Regions from separate parts of the Astyanax mexicanus genome. Here region 2 is linked to region 1. Evidence: chromatin contacts called from public Hi-C data. All regions are on one chromosome and are shown on one strand. Each heading gives the region's core, a stretch centred on a gene start, on an enhancer-like site or on the middle of the called end of the contact. The rest is flanking DNA. Distances are from core to core; before and after follow the strand shown. Region 1 holds the start of LOC103042331 (radixin). Region 2 overlaps LOC103042331 (radixin).

Region 1 (4,953 bases), core at 2,371-4,870:
TCTTTAAGACAGATATACTTTATGTAAACTGTATGTAAACTCACTGTGCTCTGATTGGCTGTCGTGTTTCGTGCCTCATTCAAAAAGCAGTCCGAGCTGAAACTCTATAGCCAGATCACTTTAGTGTGTATGGGTGGGGCTGAAGCACTGTAGGCTGAAGAAGCGGATGTATATAGCTAAATGTGTCGGTTAGAAAAAGATAATGGTGTCATTGACTAAAGAATATACTGTATAGGTTGACTTATGCTTATGCTACATCTTTAGGCAACAGTTTCTCAGACAGGAATTAAGAAAAATCTGGCACTACACAGCAATTTGAAAATGTATGAAGTATGCTTTGTGAGAGGCATTAATGTGTAGGGTATAGGCATTTTAAATATTAACGAAAACAAAGTTGTCGAAGTAGTCAAAATCAGGCAAAAAGTAAAAAAAAAAGCAGAAAATCCAGCCAACAAAGGAATAGGACAAATAAAAAAGTAAAGAAAAAGCAAAAAAAAAAAATGTCAGAATACACAAGGTGTAGGGAATCAGAATTCAGGTGACAATGAGCGTCCATGGTTGGTGAAAAGGGGAAGTATGTGACTGTGGTGTGAGGAGAAGTGGTATTCTGGTTAATGCAGTCTATAGTGTCAGTAGCAGAGATAGGTCTAGAAATCATAAAAATTATTCCAAAATGAATATAAACAGAATAAAAAGCATACTCTGTGGGTGTGCAATTATGCAATGGTAAAAAAAAAAAAAGTTGTATCACAATATTTAAAGACATTTTCACAATACACAATGTTCATAGCAATATTTTTTTTTTCATAGCAACACTCTTTGACAAAATGCACCACTAGTTGCAAATTCTTAAAAACTGCTATTAAAATTTTCTTTTATGCATAAAACAGCAATGTATTTTTATTTTTTTGCTGCACATTTAGTTACACACATTTTTACACACTCAGTAATGAAAAGCACAGTGGGATTAGTGTTCTTTAAGCTCTTAAAATATCCTCAACATGCATATTAAAGCACACTCTCGATACAATAATAACATTTATCATGAAACGATATAGCATATTGCCCAAGTCTATGTCATCATATCTTTCTAAAAATAGAAGTTCTAAACACAGCCTTCTATGTAATTTAAAATTTACGTAATTATTTAGACTATAATTATTCATCTTATTGTTATTATGTTATTATTTAATTTGGAAGGATTTATGTGTACTTATATGTACAGTATGTATGTAAAGTGGTGGCTCAAAGTGTAAATTGCACTGTAGGACTGTAGGGGGAGCACAAGGGCAAATAAAATATGCTCTATATTCTTGCCCAGCTGTAAAAATCACGACAAATACATATGTGCTAAGAAACAGTTGCTGTTTCTAAATTGTATACCTTAGAGAAATTGAATTTTTAGATTTAGCTTGGAGAAACCAGGAGAAGACAAGCCTAGTTTGGAGACTTTCAATTGTCAGCACAAAAAAAAACAATGGCATTTCAACAATAGGGATGCTCTTTATTATTGGTGGACTCATGGGGTTGGCAGGGGGAATGACCGTCTCCTCTGGTGCCCCATGATTGAAAAAGCATTGCTTAAGTGTCCGCTAGAGTGGCAAAAAAAAACAAAGTACCCTTTGCCTGATTTTTTTCTTGTGGGAAAAATTATAAAGTGCCTAAAATAGGATGCCTCTTAATGCAATAAATTATAATTGTGTGCCCTCTAGATCAAGATTATTTGATAACGTGTTTCAATAAGTAAGTACACATCTATGGGTTCCTATCTGCTATTCCAGTTGAAAAGGGTCCTGTTAGGATTTTTTCCTTCCTATACATCTACTCCAGAATCTGCTACATCTTCCTGAAGACCTTCTGCAGTCAAACAGAGGATGTGATTTGCCTTGTTAGCAAAACCATAAGATGGTCTTGGCCCCTTTCCTTAACTTATTATAGTCAAGTTATTGTATACGGCTCTGAGTAGTCCAGGTGCTGCCATTATGCTGCACGCCATCAGCAGCAGGACTCAGAGAGAGCACAATTGTCCTTGCTGTCTCTGGGTGGGTATAGGGTGCTTTCTCCCCCCATCACGTCTATGGAAATGTCTGTAAGCACAGGCATCTGCTTGCTGATGTATCAGAGCTGGGGCGCTGTGCTTTCCTCTGAGAGCACTGGCTACCAGTGATGCTACATCAGCTGTAATGTAATAAGAGGCGAGGGGGTATGTGCTAGTCTTTAACCTTCTACTGTTGGGGCATTACTATTAAAAGGGTGAGTCTTCGTGAGTGGGTTGGGTAATTGCCCTTTCAAAACAAAGACATTTTGCCCAGTTTGTCGGATTTTGAGAGGTGCATATAACTGGACAGGGAGAAGCAGAGTGGTCATTTCAACGAATTGGCCACCACACAGACAGTCTGTCAGCCTGTCAGTGGACTTATACACAGTTGAATTGAGGTAGAGTTAGTATACAGTGAATAGCCCTATTTGGGGAAATGTTCCAATCCATATTATATCAAGAACTATTTAGAAAAGTAAAGTGCACTCAAAAGGCCAACAAAAACATTATGATTAAACTGGCTCTCATCAGGACTGCCTCAGAAATGGAAGGCCAAGAGTGACCTCTGTTGCACAAGATTCATCAGAGTTACAAGTGCCAAGTTAACAGTACCCCATATAAGACTTTAACACTTTTTTAAAGTTTACTGTATGCTTCCTTATATGTTTTTTTATAGTCTTGATGACTTCAGAATGTCACTCTTATTACAGAGCCTGGCAGATTATTTTTTATTTATATTGAAATATGAAATTAATATGGGGACTCTCTGACCCCCCCCCCCCCTCTCCCATATACATACACACATTATGTGGCAGTAAAAATAATTAATATATAGACAAAAATAATCACATAAACAGATAAATTGGCTAATACATATAAATGTTAAATTCGGGGTGTGCCATATCACATTGTACACAATAATATTGCTAACATTTTTTGAATATTGTGAATACCCTGAAATATCATGCCATGTCACCCACCCCTAATTATCACATCAGGGTACAACTTTTTTGCTGTTTTTAGCAAAAGGAAAATTCTCACTGTTCTCATTTCCCATTATATATCTACTAGAGACAGATTATATCTGTGTAGTATCATTCATTGTGCCTCAGTCCTGGATATATGGAGATATTTGGAGTGCATTTTTAGTATCATTACATTCTGGATCATAGACTTTTGTTAGAAATATGATAAAATTATTGTATTTTTTTAATATCTCAGTTAGAAATATGCCATCTTTTATTATATTGTATGCAATAATAAAATTTAATTTTAGGTGTATTCCTGAAATAATTCTTGTGGTATGGTTATCGCGAAAAAATCTCATGAAATATTGTGATATTATTTTAGGGCCATACCGCCCACCCCTAGTTCACATATTCACACATACATTTAAATAAAATTTATACACAGACTTCCACAGACTTAACATTTACATAAAGATATAATTTCTATAAATACATTTCTATGCTAAATTTAATTCAGTCAGTAAACCCCTCCATACTCTTCCATACCCCCATCTCCTCCTCCCCCTCCTCCTCCCCTTCTCATCTATCAAGTGAACCACGCCTCGTGCTGCTGCTGCTGCTGGCTGCTCTCGCGCCGGCCATATTGACGGTTGGTTGGTTGGAGCGAGCGCGCGCTGAGCTGTAGTGAGGCGGCGGTGGTGGATCTGGATCTGTAGCTGCAGCTGAGCTCTGCTCCTCTCTTCCCCCGAGCCGTTACACGGCAGAGTGCCAACGGGAACACACGGCGACGCCTGAACTCCCACAGCTGGGGGCCGGGAGAGCGCTGTGCCTATGTGTGAGGCTCGACCTCGGTGGAGGATTTGTGGTGTGTGAGGCTGGTTCAGGAGCCGCAGTCCTTCGCTAGTCAAGGTGAGTTTTAATCGGCTGTGTGTGAGTCTGGTTCCCCTGGTTCCCCTGACTAGCTAACCTGGCCTAGCTTAGCATAGCTTAAAGCTAACCTAGCTAACTAGTTACTTAACTACTTAAGTAGTTAACCAAACTAACTAGTTAGTTAGTTTGGTTAACTAGTTAATTCGTGTCTTTTACTGTCCTTTTGAGGGCTTTTCTCCTCAGAAAGTTGGCTATTATAAGAGTAAGGCAGTTAATCAGGCTTTTTTCACCACACTGGGCTCAGTAACAGGAGCCTAGCTTAAAGATTATAGCGGTACTTTGTGGCTGAGGGAGTTTACAGCGTTATTAGCTTAACGGTAAGTTGACTAGTTAGCTAACGCTGCTCTGCCCCGTTTTAACTTGTGGAGAGGCGGAGAGAGAAAATGAGTGGAGAAAGAGAGGGAGACAGGGGGGGGTAATGTCATGTATTTCCCCCACCAACACAAGCAGGCCCACACTGAGAGACAGAGCTGCCTGTAAATGAAGTTTTAGCCATGTTCGTTTGTTTGTTGTCAGTGTAATGTCTTCTCGCATTAACTCACTAGACATTGCATGTAAAGCAAAAAAAAAATGATACCACTGATGAGTTTGTTTGATTTTACCAAATTAAAAAACCTCTGGAATATAATCAAGAGGAAGATGGATGAGAAAACCCATCAAACCAAGCTGACTGCTTGATTTTTTTTACACCAGGAGTGGCATAAAATTATCCAAAAGCAGCGTGTAAGACTGGTGGAGGAGAACATGCCAAGATGCATGGAAACTGCATGAATGCTCTAAATGACAATATTTTTATTTGGAATTTTGGATAAATGTTGTCTGCAGTTTATAGAATCGATTTTAATCAAACATATGCCTATAAATAGCAAAGTCAGAAAAAAATGATTCAAAAACGTTTATTTTTCCAGAGCTATATATGCGTGTACCATATCGTATTACAGGCAATAATATCAACAACGTTTTTGAATATCGTGCAGGATATTTTATACCCTGAAATATCGTGGCAAATCCCTTTAA
Region 2 (5,229 bases), core at 429-2,928, 58 kb after region 1:
AGGCATGCTGAGGTACAGTAATTACTGTTTTCAGACGTCACCCGCATGCACGAGCCCATAGCTAATAACAGTATCTTTGTTGGCAGTGCATGGCAGCATGTTATTTGCTCGTCTGATTTTTGTCTGTTGTGTGTTTTCAGAGAGGACTCGATGATGGAGTATCTGAAAATTGCTCAGGATCTGGAGATGTACGGCGTGAACTACTTTGAGATCAAGAATAAGAAGGGGACGGAGCTGTGGCTGGGGGTGGACGCTTTGGGGCTCAACATTTATGAACACGAAGACAAGTGAGTTACACATCAATCCACACAAAACTGCTCTACGTTTGATGAATACTTTATTTTTCTCACTATAAGGTGCACTTAAATTTTCCCCAAAATCGTCAGTGCCCCTTAATAATCCAGAGTGTCGTACGTATTACTTTTACCAGTTAGGTTGTAAGGAGCAGTAAAGCCACTCCACTGAAGTACAGCGTTATACAGAAGTTTCAGTTTAGTTCTCCAGCACTGGGTCTGGAGTAGCATTAGCATTAGACGCTAACCGCTAGTTCCCTGTTCAGAGGTGAGTATTATCGGACTGTAGTCTGCTGCTAACCCTTGCTAGCACTGCTGGAGCAGCATTAGCATTACCCACAAACCACGGTAGTCCTTTCACCATTCAGAGTGGAGTATATCAGAATGTAGTCTGCTCGTTTACAGTGTTAAAATAAGCCAAGTGGGATGAACTGCTAGCTAATATTGAGACTAGGAGAGAAATCTGTGTAGATTTATATCCAGCGCTGACCTGGAATATGCATGTAAGGCCTCCTTACTCCTTATCTGTTGGCATGGACAATAGGAGCCAGAAGCTGCTGGTCACGATCATTGCCTGTCCTCTGTGCTGTGGTTAATTAGTGCCTTCTCTGATATGTTATCCAGTAATCAAGTGACGCTGTTGTTTGAGAATGTTAAACATCCAAGTCTTTTTAAGTTTCCAAGCTCTGAGCACTGCGCTCTTTTTTCCCCAGAAAGTACCAATTTCCAAATCAGCTCCAGATGTTATACCTGCTTAACTGATGATTTAATTCCTAAACGCTTTATAGTTTTGTTTTCTTTATCTCAACCTCTTAAATTAAAGTTGTAATAAACTAATAATAAACTGAATTCCTAGAAAGTGCTAAAACTGAAAATTGCATTGTTATTTGTATGAAATAAATTTGTTTCAGTTCCTTCCTTCTGACTCTATTTTTGTTTTAGCGTGTAATGGTCCGGTTTGTCCACACAGACCAGATTAGGATCTTTGGCACGATGCCAGGCTGTCATCTTCACGCTGCATAGAGTCGTAGAATTAGTCAGAACGAGAGCGTCTTCCAGGAAAGGGTTTTGGAGTGAGATAGGAGTAGGGATGTGTGTCAGCAAAGGGCAGCGTGTTATTTTTGGCTGTAGGAGAGGGAGAGGTTGGACACGGATGCGTCAGTCAGGGACGCTTGTCTGTATGTGTGTGTTGGCCCTGAGCCTCCTGTGTAGAGGGTAGAGGATAACTCGTACGTGACCCTACCTTACAAGAAACGTCTATGTATACAGGACTGCATGTGGTTGTGGGGTCTCATCCCATTTCCTGTAAAATTATAGCATCAGCACTTCAGGCCAAACGCTGCTGAACTGGAATGACCTTTTTTAACTTGTATCAGATACATGTACAAGTATGAATGTAACACAATATTAAATGAACAGGAGTCAGGACTATTAATATATGCACCATCCACCACGGGATTTACCAGCATGACTAATAGAAGTCTCGCACCTGTGCTGCCTAAGATCGTATTTAGAAGTGACTGGAAGCTCACACACTTTACCGTAAGTTACCTATCAGATTAGGAGCTTATTATAGACCCAACTGATTGGGTAACAGTCTCAGTCTGTAAGGCGCCAGTTTGAATTTCGGTTGCTTGAATTTTGATGCCCTCTACAGGACGAGATGTGCAGTGCACTTTAGGCAACTTAAAAAGTGCTAAGCTTTGTAGAGCAGAAAATTGAGTATCTCTGTCAATTTAATATGCAACTCTTTATTCACAGATTAACAGGAAAAAATATAGAGCACCTATAGAACACCTGCTCATTTTTTTTTCCTCAAAAATCAAGCATATAAAAAATAATCCTACTTTTCTTGGAGTAACTGTTTCTGCTGTCCAAGGAAAGAAGGTTTTCCACTAGATCTACTAGATTTTGAAGGGTAAAGTAGATTTTTGTAAGTAAAGTAAAGCAAAGCTAAGTAACAAAACTCTAATTCTTAAAAAATATATATTTTAAAGTCAAACAAGCCCTGGATGTTAATATACACAGATTTCTCTCCTGAAAACTGTTTATTTCTGTCAGTAAAGCGCTTTCGTTTATCTACAGATTTTCCTAATGGCGTCTGATAGCACTAGACAGAGGAACCCTGAGTGTTCCGGTAAGCCAGGGTGATAATAGCTAGCGGTTCATCCCAAGTAGCTTGATATAACATGGTAATCATGGAGACTACAGTCCGATAATACTCACCTCTGAACGGTGAAAGAGCTATTGTTTAGCACGCTTAGGGGCTGGTAAAATTCATACATAAGGATTATAGGGGGAACTGACATTTTTTGGGAAAAATTAAAGCATTTTAGGTTAACCTTTTAGTGTGAAAAATACAGTAATATGATGCATTTTTGCACAAATACAGGAAAAGTTTGGAGAAAAAAGTATGGAAGAAAGTATTGGATGGCTCGATAGGTAGCTTGCTAGTATGCTAACCAGGCTCACCAATACACACCCACTCGTGACAACAAGAACTGCCTCGAACACACCACGAGACAATCGTAGGGCGACACAAGTGACTTGACGCCTGCCAGAGTAAACACCGGGTTAGGCCATTCAACTAAATAACCAAGAAGTCAGAGCTCTGCAGACACACCATATTTATTTATTTTTTTGTGTTTTGTTTTTATGAAACCTATTGAAAAGTCTGTCAAATTCATGGCATGAATAAAATGCATAATTGTTCACAGCTATGCTTGTATAGTCATGGATCTCAATACAGTCTATTAATTTAAGGACTATAGTGGTAATCTTTATCTTATACATTTAGGCATGAATTCTAACAACCATCTCTCTCATTTTCTGTTCTCCACAGACTCACACCAAAGATCGGCTTTCCCTGGAGCGAGATCCGTAACATTTCTTTCAATGACAAGAAATTCGTCATCAAGCCCATTGACAAGAAGGCACCAGTGAGTATTCTGTATGGAGTAGCAGTTTACAAATAATTAGCACTTTTAATGTGCATTGAAAAAATCAAGATTCTTAATTGAGATACAGTCTTAATGAATATTAATGTAGTACATTTAATGCTGATTATATTAGCACTGTATTACACTACATGTACTGTAGCCTTTAAATACAACCTGGTGTCGCCTACTGGAGTGGGTGATACTGTAAAAACAATGAATGATGCTACATGTAGTGTTGCACAATATTTTCAACCACCCAGACATAATAGATCAATATCAGATCTAGATTAGAACTAGATAAAAAAAATAGTAAATAACTTCATCTAATATCTCTGTAATAAAACCAGGAGATTAAAATTAAATCTATATAATGTTAACAGTAAATATGTGTACCATATCATATTGTTTACTCCTACCATTGTCTTGCTGCTTGTAGGTCACTCGACTCTGTTCTTGTAATTGCAGGATTTTGTCTTCTACGCTCCGCGGTTGCGGATCAATAAGCGGATCCTGGCGCTGTGCATGGGTAATCATGAGCTGTACATGAGGAGAAGAAAACCAGACACCATTGAGGTGCAGCAGATGAAGGCCCAGGCAAGAGAGGAAAAACACCAGAAACAGATGGAGAGGTACTCACAATCTTTACGAGAATCATCAAATTTATTCATACTGTGTATATACACGAAGGCATCTGAAAAAATTAGAATATAATTGAAAATTTATTTTACTTTAATTTATTTTAGATTCATTTCAGTAATACAGTTCAAAATGTGAAACTCGTATATTATCTAGATCTATTACACACACACAGAGTGAGCTATTTTAAACGCTAATTTCTTTTATTGTTGATGATTATGGCTTACAGACAATGAAACACCCAAAAATCAGTGTCTCAGAAAATTAGATTATTATATAAGACCAATTGGTACTTTTGGCAGTGCTGCTGAAAAATAACATCCGCATCTCCATAAAAGTTGTCAGCAGAGGGAAGCATGAAGTGCTGTAAATTTTGTGGGAAAACACTTCACTGACTTTAGACTTGATAAAACACAGTGGATCAACACCAGCAGATGACATGTCTCTCCAAACCATCACTGATCATCAGTAAATTTTGCATTTGTAAATCAAGGGAGCAGAGTCTGGAGAATGAGTGGAGAAACACACAGTCCAAACTGCTCGAGGTCTAGTGTGAAGTTTCTACACTCAGTGATGGTTTGGAGAGACATGTCATCTGCTGGTGTTGATCCACTGTGTTTTATGCCACCTCAGCCTCCAGAAAAATGTATCTGAATAGAATATAAATATGGATTTGGACTGGTAGTCTGAACATAGCCTATTATGATCCTTAGAGGGCAGTGTTTGACTTGCAGTGAATGGCCTTTCCTGAAATGTGGAAATTCTCTAGAAATCAAACCGAAAACAACTGGTTGTGTGTTTTCCAAAGCATATCATCTCTGACCACATCCTCTATTGTACTCTGTTTTAAGGGCCCAACTCGAAAACGAAAAGAAGAAGCGAGAGCACGCAGAAAAAGAGAAGGAAAGAATAGAACGTGAGAAGGACGAGCTGATCGAGCGACTGAGACAAATTGAAGAGCAAACGATAAAGGCACAGAAAGGTACAAAAGCATTGAGTTAATGTGCAAGTATATAAGTCTCCTAATTAGATATTTATAAGCTTTGTTGTTTCTGTTCATTTATATATACCACTGAATGAGGATAAAATCATAAGCGTAAAATCACAGTATTCATAATCAGATTTAAAACTATTTTAATGCTTAAAATATCTATTTATTTAAATATATTTATATATACATACATGGCTCTAGAAAAAAATAAGAGACCACTTAAGTTTCTGAATCAGTTTCTCTGATTTTGCTATTTATAGCTATATGTTTGAGTAAAATAAACATTGGTGTTTTATTCTATGAACTCCGGACAAATTTCTTCCAAATTACAAACAAAAATATATATAATTCAGAACATTTATTTACAGAA

Evidence for each region. Hi-C and Micro-C count contacts between places; a contact is called where the count stands out from the background.
Region 2: a contact with region 1 is called in a Hi-C map of blood, with 7 times the contacts expected there. The contact joins the enhancer-like site here to the promoter of LOC103042331 in region 1. A contact is called at or near these places in 3 of 3 Hi-C or Micro-C datasets (blood and muscle).

What each region holds. Positions count from the first base shown.
Region 1 is chr21:22,851,000-22,855,952 of AstMex3_surface, forward strand. LOC103042331 (radixin) reads left to right here and starts at 3,621. Exons shown (of 15, transcript XM_022674783.2): 1 at 3,621-3,915.
Region 2 is chr21:22,911,008-22,916,236 of AstMex3_surface, forward strand. LOC103042331 (radixin) reads left to right here. Exons shown (of 15, transcript XM_022674783.2): 7 at 1-12; 8 at 141-287; 9 at 3,136-3,232; 10 at 3,698-3,861; 11 at 4,720-4,850. Among protein-coding and RNA genes, the nearest start is that of LOC103036527, 59 kb to the right of the region's middle. Within about 2 kb of position 1,679, the one cell type or tissue checked has an H3K27ac peak away from gene starts, as active enhancers do.